2 separate regions of the Thunnus thynnus genome follow, and region 1 is linked to region 2. The links are chromatin contacts, called in public Hi-C maps. All regions are on one chromosome and are shown on one strand. The core of a region is the stretch at or near the end of the contact, and the rest is flanking DNA. Distances in the headings are between cores, read along the strand shown. Region 1 holds the start of ywhaba (tyrosine 3-monooxygenase/tryptophan 5-monooxygenase activation protein, beta polypeptide a). Region 2 holds the start of lsm3 (LSM3 homolog, U6 small nuclear RNA and mRNA degradation associated).

Region 1 (7,348 bases), core at 614-3,113, 140 kb before region 2:
AAATGCACCTGATGTGTCTTACTTTTAAAAAAGGGTATTTACTACAGTCTTTCCAGAATGATAATCATACATGACAATAGACAAGATAGTGGAAACACATAGCCCATGAAAGGGCAGTTATACTTAATGATTCTGAAAACGGTGTCTTTAGCTTTATGGATTTTATTACTCCGATACAATAAAATTAAATGGGCTAAGCAGTATTTTTTACAATTAATTTGATAGGCCATTAAATACGCACAGATGGGAACATATGTACAGTGTAAATACCAGGTTAACAGTGAGGTTTACAGTTAACTCGAATAGAAAGTGAGTCCTTACATGTGGCATTCACACATTGCTGTCATTTCGACAATCGTGTTATGCCTTCCTAGGCTAACATGTTTCAATTTAGCATCCTCAAGCTACCATTTAGCATCGAGTAAAACGTCGCTTATCACGGTTGCAGGCGCATTAATGAAGCGTTGGTTAACGACCCACACATCGATTAAAATCTGTCCAACTTGGCCTCTTCGATCAGCTACAATCATTTGGCTCGCCACCAACACACTCAACAGTAGCAGTGCTATTACTCAACCACCTAGCTGACTATTAAGGTTAACAGGCTTATTATGCGCACCGAAAATGAGGAACACCGTGTTCAACGGCAGACCGAGAAACAACGAACAGCTTAAAAACTAAAAAATTCAAAAAGCAAACGATATAACGCTTAAAACAGCCCTCCAGGCCAAGACTGTGAAACATTGGTTGCTTAGTCGGCCTGCTAGCAGCTACGCCCTCCTTGTCGCATCCCCCTGCGGAATTTTAAGATGGAGAGACAGATTACCGCCTAGCTAGCATGCTAACCTCACGTCACAGCACGGCCGTTGGCTGCAACCGTTAGCTTAGCTGCTAACGGGACCTGACCCAGTTCAATCTGGATTGGAGATACAATATAAGCCGACACCGACATACTGTACGCTGAAATAGCTATTACAAAGGGGGGTTAAATATGGTGTCTGTTCCGTCTCCTAACAGTTATATGAAATCGAAAGAAAAAAAACCCTTTTTAAAAAGTGAAATCGCCTTTGAGGGGGAAACTCCCGGGAAACAGGGAGGGTGTGTTAGCTTCCATGTCGTCTCACTACGCCATGACGGAGCTCGGCTAAAGACATCACACTAAACACATAATCGAAAATCACGCTGCTTTGTCTGGTGTCTATTCTGCATCTAATGAAGCCAGATATGTCGGTTGTGTGGTTAATAGCTTTACGTTATCATCCGTGCCCGTGTAACGTACGCTAGCACTGAATGCTAAAATGTCTCGGGGCTGCTTTCACGACGGCCGCGGCTGCTAAGCTGTCAAAATGGCCAAACTCGGGTACTGCTTCTCCCTCCCTCCCCTACACACACATACACACACACATACACACACACGGGCTCCGGCGCACCGCGCGTGGCATCGACCGAAATCTGGGCCTTCAAAAAAAAAGAGCGACCTGTAAAAAACTCGACAGCACAAAGAACACGGGCGACCTCACGCCAGGTGTTTTGTGGGGTATTTCTCGCTATTTTGGCCGCAAGTCCCGGCCTAAATCCTCGCACCGAGCCCCAAACCACAATAGGCACCTTCCGCCGCAGAGGCAGGGAATGGGGCCACTGCTGGGGCTGATCTTACCCCCGAAAGACTCTCCTTAACCTTTATATAAGACAATAATCGAGTGATATGCAGGTAAACTCACATTTAGAGCGTACTAGGAATCCCGATTTTATTCTCTGAACGATGGGAGTTTATCAAGCCGTCCTCCGCTCGCTGCTCAGGGTATTCAGGGCAGTACCACTTCCGCCTGCTCTGACACTTCCGCTTCCTCTAAACCCCACCCCTCCCCCCGCCAGTATCCATAGCGACTGCGCCAGGGGGTTTCCTAAGCATCTTGCGAGGGGCTTTGACGTCAGGAGGACCATGGCAACCGCTACAGGATGACGTGCGCTCGGTCTCCGTGGCAACTGTCTCCATGAGTCCGCTGCTGTCGTATCTGAGTTCACCATCGTGTCAGCTGACACAGCTTCGTGTGGGTTACACTGATTTTTTCTTTTTTTTTTATACTTTATATGAAGCAGGTTTCTCCCACGACACCACCTACACAACCACTGCAAACCCTGAAACAGCAATCCCATCAACAGGCCTCATCTGATCTATCATTATTTCATCTTCACCATAGATTTTATTATTTTTATAATTGAATTTGATTTTTCAAATCATTAAAAAAGACATGAGAAGATGTAAGCTATGTCTAAAATCTCCCTTTTGTTCACTCATTTGCTGTTCCTTATGTAATGACAGGGTTAACTGCTAATTTGGAGCATAAAAAACAGCTTTTCACATTTAGGTTGCAGCTAACTGATCAACCTGTCAACATAAACATTTGGCCTATTTATTTATTTTTTGATAACAGAGTGTTCAATAGGTCCCCTAAACCCCTACGATCTGCAATGACCCCCACATAATCTGAGTTTGAGACCCTTTCTCTATAATAGGGCTGCAACTCACAATTATTTTCATTATCTGTTGATTAGTTTCTCGATTAATCAATTAGTTGTTTGGTCCAGAAAATGGGGAAAAATGTGGATCGCTGTTTTCCAAAAGGTGACGTCCTCCAATGTCTTGTTTTGTCCCAACTAACAGTCCACAACCCAAAGATATTCAGTTTACAGTCATCAAAGAAAATATTTACATTTGAGATGCTAGAATCAGAGACTTTGGACATTAAAAAAAATACTCAAAACAATTAATCAATCATCAAAACAGTTGGTGATGAATTTAATAGTTCAGAACGAATCAATTAATCATGGAAGCTCTACTCTATAATGCTCAATATATTGAGATTTTGAACACTTGTGAATCGTCGATATTTTACGTCATCACAGACAACTAGACACACCAATCATTTTTGCATTAATCAAATTCAATGCTTTGCATGTTGGCTTGTTGGTAAAAGGTAGCGTACAGGCTGTGGAAACAATTTCATGTAGGAGAGCCTATAGTGGCTTGCAAAAAACGTGAAAAGCCCTCTCTAGAGACAGTATTTGATTTGTCCGGTCTGGGCTACTGTAGCAACATGGCGGTGTAAAATGGTGGGCTGGAAGAAGACCCGCTCCCTATGTAGCTATAAAGGGCTCATTGTAAGGTAACGAAAACACAACGATTCTTATTTTCATGGGATTATACACTAATTAAAACATACTTATGAATATTATATTCCATTTCTGCCAAGATGCCGTTCCGCTAGATGCCACTAAATTCTACACACCGCGCCTTTAAATGCCTTGAATTAGGTGACTTTTTAAAAAAATATCAAAGAGTGGACATTAAACAGAAAGAGACAGAAAAATAGAATGCTTCTGAGTTTATAAATAATGAAAAAAGTGTGTTTGTGGAATATTGTATGTTTCCATCAACTGATTAAATGACTTGCATTTCCCATCTTGAACTGCAGAGTCCTCTATCCTTTCAGACAAGACATGCTTTATCCAAACAAGAAGGCAAAAATGAATGAAAAATCTGTTTTGTAATTTGGGTGAGGACTTTTTATGAATTTCTCATAGTGAAACTGTATGTAGTCAGCCTGTCAAGCAACCGGTAGATTCATTAATTCATCAATTGGTAATCAATCAAAACATCTACAAACCAGTATAAATATTGTAAACAAATTTATTCATTAATGCTTCACCAAACATTGAGTTAATCAAGAAAAGCAAGACACTCAACCAGTGTCAGGAGTTTGTGTGAGTAAAAGTCGGGTGCAACAACAGACCAGTGAGCAAGCAACCAGGAAATTATTAACCAATCAAATCACTCAGTGATGTCAGAGGTTACTGATTGAAAGCTGAATGTCTCAGTGTAATTTGAATGTAACTGAACTGTGACTGATCGATTTCCTGCTTAAAAGCTGTGTTTTTTTTGTTCTTGCTGTGCTCAGTGTGTGTGTGTGTGTGTGTGTGTGTGTGTGTGTGTGTGTGTGTATGTATATATATAGACTGTATATAGGCCAGTGGATATGTGTGCTCACATTGTACATTTATATTTCTGTTTGTGTATGTGAGGCTGAGAATCTAATAAAACTAACACATGGCATCATAAATGAATAAAGGTGGAAATTTTAGACAAGAGGCATTCAAATTAATTCCCTAATGATCTCTCTGCAGATGTCCCTAATAAAATATATTACTAAAGCTCCAGATAAATATATTTGACCAAAATCTTATATTGAGAGGTAGCAGGAATAGACTTGAGCCAAAAAATCATGCTAGTTTTAATCATGCAGTCCTTGAAAATACACAAAGAGATATGGAGTGATATCATTATATAGTAATTTGTCAGTAAAACTAAAATCCCATATTACCCTTCAAAGATCATCCATATCTCCAGCTACTATCGCCAGATGTGACTCATGTCCTTCAGTCTGAATTCCAGCTTTTACCCACTGGTAGAAGTGTAAACTAAACCAGTATAAGCATTCATTTAGTCAGGCTATTAACACCAAAACATAATGTGTTACTGGTCACAGAGGTTGAGCAATACTCTATGTGTTCAATCGCACTTGTTAGCGTACATGTGTTTGGGAAGAGTGGATTATGAGATTGTTTGGGATTTTGTGTGGATATGCACGTAGGATTAAGTTCTCATTATTGTTTTTTTGTAATTTGCTTGTGCTATTTTTAAAAGGTTTTAAGCCTAAAACGACTTTGATGCACTGGGGCAGAAAGTGTAAAACTCATGGTAGAAGTATGAGTGTTGTATATTAATTTAATTTGGAGTTGACTTTATTGTCATTTCACAGAGTTAGTACCAGTACAATAACTACTAGTAGCAAAGTGCATAAAAATACATGTATTTATACAGTGGATGAATACAGAATAAACAATAAACCAATATTTAGAATTGGTATGAAAGATATAACTATGATATGTAAAATAAAAAATAAACAATAAACTAATATACAGTGTGTTCAGTATAAGTGAATGCAGCCATGATACATCAGCAATGTAGTTATGTATCGTATGGACCATTTAAATATTATGTACAGTAGATAGATTTTGTCTAAGGGGAAATATGGGCATAGAACATACAATACAATACAATACATTCATACAATACATGCTGTCACATAAAAGAGAAAAAAAGATTCATCATTACGTACATACATACAGACAAAAAGACTAAAATGCCTTTTTCTTTATGTTTGTGTAAACATGTAGATATGTGTCTCTGTGTATGTGTGTGTGTGTATATATATATACATATACATATACATACATACATACATACATACATACATACATACATACATACATACATACATACATACATACATACATACATACATACATACATACATTAACACAGTATATGTGTACATTATAATATATTATTTCTATATGTATGTAAAATAGTTAATGTATTTATATTTAGTGATTTATTCTGTCTTTTCTCTATGCATACTAACAATACTCACTCATATCGGTGGCATGTTAACAGTGGACTCAATGTTTGTTCTGCTTGTTTGTTTGTTCATGAGAAAACCAATAAGAGATCTGTAAAACAAACAAAACAACAACAACAAAAAGATTAAAACCTGCCCTTTCCTTGCCGTCTTGTATCTGTGACTGGATGGTAGTAGAGTGAAAAATTCTTCTTCTAAAGAATGAGTCCAGCTGGTTATGTACAGTATAAACAATAATACAAATATGAGTTAAGGCAGTGCAGTGATATATATCATCTATATGTAACACACAGAGGTAGAAGAAGATTCAGGGTTTCAACTGTTAGTGTTAATCAAGAAATAAACTCATTAAAAAGTAAACCAACTTATCTGCATGTATTTAAGTAGAACTATTTCCTCCATTGTATCACCATTGTGAACCAAAGTAAGCAGGACTGTTGAGCTTCAGACGTCGGAAGTCAAACTCTGTCCATCACTTTCTTATGTACAGTTCACAAGTCTGTTAACCTCTGAACATCCACCTGGTGACCCTGGTGACCTGCTTAAGCCAGTTGTAAGCGGTTTAGCATCACGGAGTAATGATTAAAAGCAGTTGGCACTATTTGGCCATTTGGAGACATTTTAGAGAGGTTTGTGGTGACACCAGTGACATCATAAACTAAAAACTCACTTCCCTAAGATTAGGCCTAGAGGTCTGGAATTATATACAAGCGTGGCTGACAAGATTTAGAAGGTATGTGGTGATTTACATAGTTCTGGCATAAAGCATGTCCGAGTTATTGTTATTCAAATATGACTTATTATAGATGAGGACCAAAAACACTTTTTGGAGCCATATTTGAGCTGATGTCATTTTGTTTGTGTTTTAGCCACATGCTAAACAAGCATGTTTCCAGAAACTAGAAGATGTTACTTTTCAAATAAACCCTAAGACATGCATTTTGGCCTTACAGTTATCTGTTATAAGCTTTTTCATTTGGGTATACCAAATAGAGGGAAATTCCAAAGGGTGGATGTTAAGAGGCTATAGAAAGTTAAACACTTGTTAACACTGACATACTTTGTTGACCCTTGTTAATGTTCAATGTGCTTCATAGTCGTATAATGAGTATTCTAACTGTTCTTCACCATCTTCACGTCTGCATTTCTTTTAGTTTTTATGATATGCAAACTAAAAATCACTGTTAAAATTTCACCCAGTTTGGGTCAATATAGCATCAATACAACATTGGGTTAACTTTGCCCAGTAGCAATCTGTTCTTTTGACCTAGTGTTACATACAACAAGCTTTACCTAAAAACTGTCAAAAATGTATTGTTTCATCTACAAAACAATGTGCATATGACATTCAAAAGATACACAAGTTATCAATCAACAAACTGTCACATGCAAGTTTAAAAAGAGTAGACTATAACAAGCTTTAGTTTTGGTAAAGAACCCAACAGTAAAATAAAAAATAACGCTAAAACTGGGTCAAGACAACCCCTTGTCCTATTTGGCTTTCAGGGTAACATTAACCCAGTATTTTGGTGCTGTATTGACCCAAACTAGGTAGAATTTTAACCCAGTGGTTTTAATGTGTAGTATTTGCAGTGTGAACATGTTGATTTTTTGGCTTCTGGTGATATTTGGATGCACAACATAACCTGGTTGTTCAGTCACAGTCGTTCATGTGTTTGTACGTTTCCACTGTTGCATAATATAATATAATAAATAATATAATAAAACACATTTCTCACAACAAGGTAAAATGTTTTGCAGAGACAAAAAAATAAATGTGGGGGTAACATGGTGAGTTAATCCATTTCTATTAATCTAATATCTTATTGAGAAGGAAACATGTAATATAAGGGTTTATTTCTCTC
Region 2 (6,768 bases), core at 3,884-6,383:
ATATGTGGACACCTTTGTTTTTCTTCACTGAGGCTAGGCCCCTTTGTTCTAATGAAGGGGAAAGCTCAATGCTACAGCTTAAGGTCATATTTTAGACAGTAGTCTGCTTCAAACTTTGTGGCAAAAGTTTGGGGACGACCTGTTTCAAACATGAGATAAAGTGTGTTTCCATCCACCTGTGCACATTTTCCATTTGCACATAAAAAGTGGAACAGTGATAACACCAGGAAATGTCAAATATCACAAAGGTATTATGTTTCATTTTTAGGTGTACAACAGTTTTTTGGTTTTCTATTGGAAGCACTGCCTGATCAGGAAGAAGTCTGCATTTTTGTGGTTCAACACTGACCTGTTGTGGCCGTGGATGAGATTGCATCACTTGGTTTTCATTGGTGAATCTGCCTCGATACAGTATTTCACAACAAATGTTTGGTTGATGTTAAATAATAATTTAATTGCTGGATAAATCACAGTACTTTATCAGAGATACTGGCATTTGCAGACATCCTGAAGACGGCTTGATGCCTAAAACAGCTGTTTTGTTTCTTTGCTGCTGTCAGGAATAAATTTGTCTGGGAGTTTCTATTTATTTCATTTATTGATTTTTATTGATTTTTATTTTTTAATTAATTTGTTTTGATGGGTCCATCTCAAGATCCACTGGCTGAGAGCAAGGACATTCCATTACAGCAACTATCAAGCTATAAAAGAAAGAACTGATATTTAAAGCCAGTTTATTAGTTGATATTTAGTTTTAATTTCAATATTTGTTTTCATAAGTTAATTATAGTACTTTTATATTTATTTTGTAGCTTGGGTATCTGCTGTAAACTCTAGAGGAGTTCATTCCCACATCAGTCAGACTCTCATTCTGTTTCGGGTCATATAAATTTATGAAGTTCACCATGCTGGAATCCCCTAATGCACAACTATAAATTGAGCTTAAGCAAAAACCTGCCAGTGTCATAGGTCTAATGATCAGTAGAGCTGGTGTGGATGACTGCAGACATATTTCTCATTTCTTGTTCAGCTTACCTTAGTGGAAACTCTGAATCTCTATCTGCACTTTTTTTTTTTTTTACAGCTTTATTTCAGTTGATCTTGCTCCTAAACACAAGTTATATCATTATCAATCACCAACACTGAAAGACTTAAACAAGTTCAACATATCAAAGTGATGAAATGTAACTTTATTAAATTCATGTCTTCAGTGTGCATCAAATTCATTTTTCAAGAGATTCCACAGATAAACCTGAAGACATTCTGCTAATATAACATTTCACATTTTCTTAACTGAGGTTCAGTTTGGTCAAGAATTTAAAATGTATACCTTTACTGTAAACTCACAGCCTACAGTAAATGTTATCCCAATAAAAATATGTCAGACTTGTTGAAGGTTTTCTTCAGCTGTTAAAAGGTTGTTGACCTCAGTAACTGTTGTAAACACAGCACTAACATTGACAGATAGTTATTATAAAACACAAACTGCCGATTCATCATTCATCTGACTGATTAATCTATAAGTCAAAATGTCTTGATTTGGCGTTAAGTTTGAGTAAATTAATTCCCCATAAGTCAGTCTTGTTATTTTGTTATATCTCAAACACTGATCTATATTCAGGATCATATAAACTTTGTGAGAACTGATGCCTCATGGCCGTGATGGAGAGGCTGAAATAAGGTAGGTTTACCCAAGCTTTTATTTACCACTACAGCCCTGCATGTAATACAACTGTCTCATATACAAACTAAACTGCTATATTTGATGTCAATTTATGAGTTTGTCAAGTTAGTTAGCTGATAATGTGGAGAATTCTGACTGGGGCATGAAACCCAATTGAGCAGGAGAGGAAGGCTGAGGATAAAAACGAAAACAAAGGAGAGGAGAAGAAGACATTTAATGCCAAATGGCAATTGGGTTGTGAGTGGCTTATATTTGAACCAGAAGAAAAACAAAACATGATGTACTGTCGGGATTGCTGGATCTGGAAAATACAAGACAACCATTCTGTGGTTGGGACAAATAATTTCAAGGTGGAGGCTGTCAAAGAGATTAATTATGCTATATCTTTTATTTTTACTAATACTTATGTTTAAATTGATCAAGTGGCTCTCTAATCTGGTTTATTTCAAGAAAAACATTTTGTCCAGTGGAAATTCTGATTGGCTGGTAACTTTAAAATCTAGTTGCCATAATGGCCAATCATCAAAAAGTTAATTACAAGCCCTGCTGACCAGCGTAACCAAAACCAAAACCAAAACCAAAGTTCTTCCAAAAAATGAAATGAAATCAAGCAAATCAAACTTACCTTAACACAGCTCCACCCACATCCTCTTTCATTTCTGCTTTTTCTCAAACCTGTTTCGATGACTCCCTTCACCTCGCCCGAAACCACATGACCAACCCCAACGAGGCCTCATTACATCACACTCCTATCAGAGTGGTGTGGTGCATACAGGAATACAGGGTGTGCTTCTCGATCTGCCACAGTATTTAAAAACAGAGCTGTAGACTCTGTTTAAAAGTGATCCGTTTTAATTATATAGACTTTCTTGAACAAAATAACAATAAAAAAAGCAGTAAGACCACTAATAATCTGCCTAATTGGTTTATCTCAGTCTCAAATTTAATTCAAATTTAATTAACTTCAGTCATATAGAAATACCAAAGTTGTACATGGAGGGTTGTGTAAAAGTAGTATACAATATTAATTTATTAATAATTAATTTTTTTAATGATACACTTTTTTAAAATTGAATTTATGTCCACTATATAGACTGGGTTGTCTTATTATATGGTATTAAAATACTATGTTTTCTCATTTTAAATTGTATTTCATAAAAATGTATATATTACAACACGCTCAACTCACAATCATAAAGCTGGGTGCTGAATCCTTGAAGTATTGAAAATGGACAGGACAGCACACCTAGTATACTAGGACGTTTCGGGCCAGGCGCCCTTCTTCAGCGTGTATGCTGGCAATCTACACAATCAACAACAGGTGGGATTAATTATAGACATCCACAACTGGTACAAAAGGTCCATCCCAGCAGAGGGGGCTACAAACATAAGAAACAAAAAGCAAAAACTTATGTTCAGTTCATAAGAAGACAAATAAAATCTCCTCATTCATGTAGCAGATCATAGAGAATTATATCCAGTTCATAGGAGAAAAATGAAATCTCCTATTCAATCCATTGGGAATGAGGGTATTCAGAGAGTGTGTCCAATACGTCTCCCTCTGCAGAAGGATTGTCTCTGTTGCCACCTCTCCGTGGCATATTCACAGTTTCAAAGAACGTAGAGTCATGATGCATTGTAGAAATCCAATAAACAGAAACCACAAATTCTGTTCAGTTCATGAGAAACAAAATAAAATAAAATCACCTCAATCATGCAGCACATTCTTCACATAAAGAATTATACTCAGATCATAAAAAAACAAGAAAATGAAATCTCCTATTCAATCCATTGGGAATGAGGGTAATCAGGGAGCGTATCCAGTACGTCTCTGTCTGTAGAAGGATTCTGTCTCTGTTGCCATCTCTCCGTGGCATATTCACAGTTTCAATAACCATGTAATCTAAGTCAGACAAACTATGTTTATGGCTGTTAAAATGCCTAGCAACTGTTGATTTATCATCATGATTACGGATGGAACACTCCTAGTCTTGTTTTGTTTTCATCAACATAATATAAATTGCATGGACATCTTAACAAATAGACAACACATTTCTTATTGCATGTGATTCTGCCCTTAACCTCAATCTCAACACCAGATTTTGGGTGGGTGAAATGATAAAATCAGTCATGTAGGGAGTGGATGAGTGAATGTATGCTGTGTGGGATGGTGAAACAAAAGAAAAAGAACCAAAAAACAACACAGGAGTGTGTGGGGGGGAGAGAAGAGAGGATCTGAACTGGCAGCTTCTCTGACTTTATATGTGGGGCACACCGGGACCAGGTGTGTCCCATCCTGCTAATCTGTGTGCTCAGAAACCTGCCCCTGCAAACAAAAAACACAACAAGGAGCACTAAGCAGAGGGCCGTCACAATGACTCTTAGATCAATCGGTTTTCACTAAGAGATCCTCTTAGATCCTCTTATAAAAATATCTGGGTGGAATTTGAAATGCACTCCCAATATGAGGGTCGCTCTCCAAAATGTGCCAATGTTCACTCACTGCTTTTTGGAGTGACTTAGAGATGGAACTAAATGTAATGACTAATGCCAGCCCCCGAGAAAGGATCTCTCGGGAGCTCGGTTTAAGTAACTCTGATCGCTGACCTAGGCGTACCCTTTTAAGATGATAATCCAATAATGTCTCTCCATACCCCTTACACTTAAAATGATCACACAGGACTCTAGCATGTGACTCAAAAGAATCATCCAAATTAGATGTGTCTGATCCTCAATAGTTTGCTCTAAGGTAGACTTCTTTTTAATGCTGGTGAGTGAAAAAGTATTTCTAATGTTTGTTTTTTTTATATATACTTCCGTTTGTATAGAGGCTCCCACTTTCTTCACCAAAACATCCAAGAAAGATACAAGATCAAAACACAGTGTGAAATTCCTTACTTGAGTTCATCAATGCATGGAATTCTTTCAAGTCATTAGCACTACCACTCCAAATGAAAAATAAATCATCTATATACCTCCAATAATACTTACTGGACTTAAAATAGGGATTATGATTATAAATAAAATCTAATTCAAACTTCTCCATAAACAGATTTGCATAATTTGGAGCCACCGGTGAGCCCATAGCTGGAGATAATATTGGTCCTGAAACTTAAAATAGTTCTTTGTCAACACTTCCTCGGTTAAAGATAACTCCGTAGAGGGACACGATTCAGTTCTTTGATTCAAAAAATAACTCAGAGCTTCCAGACCATCCTTGTGAGGTATACTGGGGTACAAACCAGAGATATCCATGGTACATAAAAAATCATTAGAGTCAATATTTCAGTCCATCAACTTATTCAAAAAGTCTGTGGTGTCTTTAAGCTACGAGGGCAAAGCATTTACCAAGTCTTTGATGTGAGCGTCAACATACTGAGAAAGTGGCTCTGTGAAATTGTATTTCATACCATTTTGTGTTTGTCACTTCACAGCTGGAGAACAGTCATACATGAGGGGATTGATGGCTTCAGTCGAAAGACAGCAACAAGGGAGGAGATTATGTTGGCGTGGCAAGGTCATGTACCTTGTTCTCTGGAACATCCTGAACGTGGACCTGGTACGTATTTGCTTTTTTTTCACATTCATATGCTGGTAATCACTACAAATATCATGGTTTCTAAATGAATATTCATTATATGGGATGACCCTGAAAATTCAAAGCATCAATAGAAAGACATTGCTTCAGCGGCATTTATCAAAGTCAAACAGTCGCAGTAAATTGAAATATTGGCCCTGAACCCAAAGTTCATTCTAGGATTTGTTATTGAGTGAGGATGCCATCTTGTGGTTGGCTAGTGGTACTACAGAATGTGAACGTTTCAACTATCGCATGACCTTCAGTGTGCCCTGCAGTTAAAACAATCTTAAGTCTGGGACACAAAAGAAGAAGTATCTTTCTGTACTTTACAGAACAATTCTTTGAACATTAAAATGGATCACTAATGCATCAATGTAACTTCCCAGTTATAATATCATTAATGAAAAGACTGAAGTATGCTGCTGGCCACCGGTTTAGTTTTGTGAGACATTAAATATGAATAGCTGAAAATGTTATGTAATCCTTGTGTCAAACAATGTCATAATGACCACAATGGTGCTGGTCATGTCTAACAAAACTATCCTGTTTGCAGCATCAGCAATTGTTGGCCAAATAAACACTTCTGTATGCATTTGTGCGGATTAAATGTGCTTTGTACCCCACAGACACACACATAACTGTAAAAAAGAAACTGTTATAAAACATGGCTTCCTCTTTTGGTTCACCTCTTTAAGATGGCTTGTATGTCTAACATGTGACACAGCAAACAGAAAACAGGATCAGTTTTTCATATTTAGGCTTTTAATTGCATAAAAAAATAAGGGTTGCAACGCTGACATTCTTAACATGATAAAGGACACTGGAGCAACTTTGTTTATAAGAGCAGAGTAATGATATGCACTGCTGTGCACTGGTGTCAAACCCAGAACCTTGCACAAATTCACATTTTGTCGAGGAAAAACTGATTTGCCTAAAACGAAGCTTCTAGCTCAGAGATTTGAAAATTAGTGACAGAAGGACTTAATGAGCATGAGGAAGTACAATGTGAACAAAGTGTTTGAAGGAAGAGAGATTCTGTAAGTTTGAGAGAGAAGAGACTCTCTCAAACTTGGAGACTTCAATGTTTTGTTATCGTTTTAAAGTTCGAATGGGGTCTCTACGATAAGGGATGTCCGAGCAGTTGAGTTTCAAAATGACAAAGGTGCTAACTCAGTTAGATAATAGCCCCCATAGACTGCCATTATAAATTTTGATGTTTAAAAATTAACATAAACATAGTACAAAAAGTAAGGAAATTTGTGTTTGGTAGAGTATTTCTTTGTTGTAACAATGCTTCTTGGCAATAAATCTTATACTGTTGGAAAGCCTGTTTATTTCCCTTTTAAATGGTGCCACATTTGTAAGGAACATGTATTTGTGGGATGAGCAGCAGAGCTGAGTATGTGGGTTGCACCCATGAAAAATTTGCCAAATCTTCAAACAACTTATTCTGCCATTGACTCTTGTTTGGTGTTTGGTGGATTGGATGATTGAAGTTTGAAGA

Evidence for each region. A called contact is a pair of places that touch in the nucleus more often than the background predicts.
Region 1: a Hi-C map of heart shows a contact between it and region 2, with 2.8 times the contacts expected there. The contact joins the promoter of ywhaba here to the promoter of lsm3 in region 2. A contact is called at or near these places in 2 of 3 Hi-C or Micro-C datasets (heart and muscle).

Annotation. Positions count from the first base shown.
Region 1 is chr4:6,460,986-6,468,333 of fThuThy2.1, reverse strand. It overlaps ywhaba (tyrosine 3-monooxygenase/tryptophan 5-monooxygenase activation protein, beta polypeptide a), which reads right to left and starts at 1,863. Exons shown (of 7, transcript XM_067586308.1): 1 at 1,722-1,863.
Region 2 is chr4:6,323,122-6,329,889 of fThuThy2.1, reverse strand. It overlaps lsm3 (LSM3 homolog, U6 small nuclear RNA and mRNA degradation associated), which reads left to right and starts at 5,133. Exons shown (of 4, transcript XM_067586300.1): 1 at 5,133-5,243. The coding sequence starts at 5,136. LOC137180980 (a long non-coding RNA gene) reads right to left here. Exons shown (of 2, transcript XR_010928099.1): 2 at 6,005-6,768.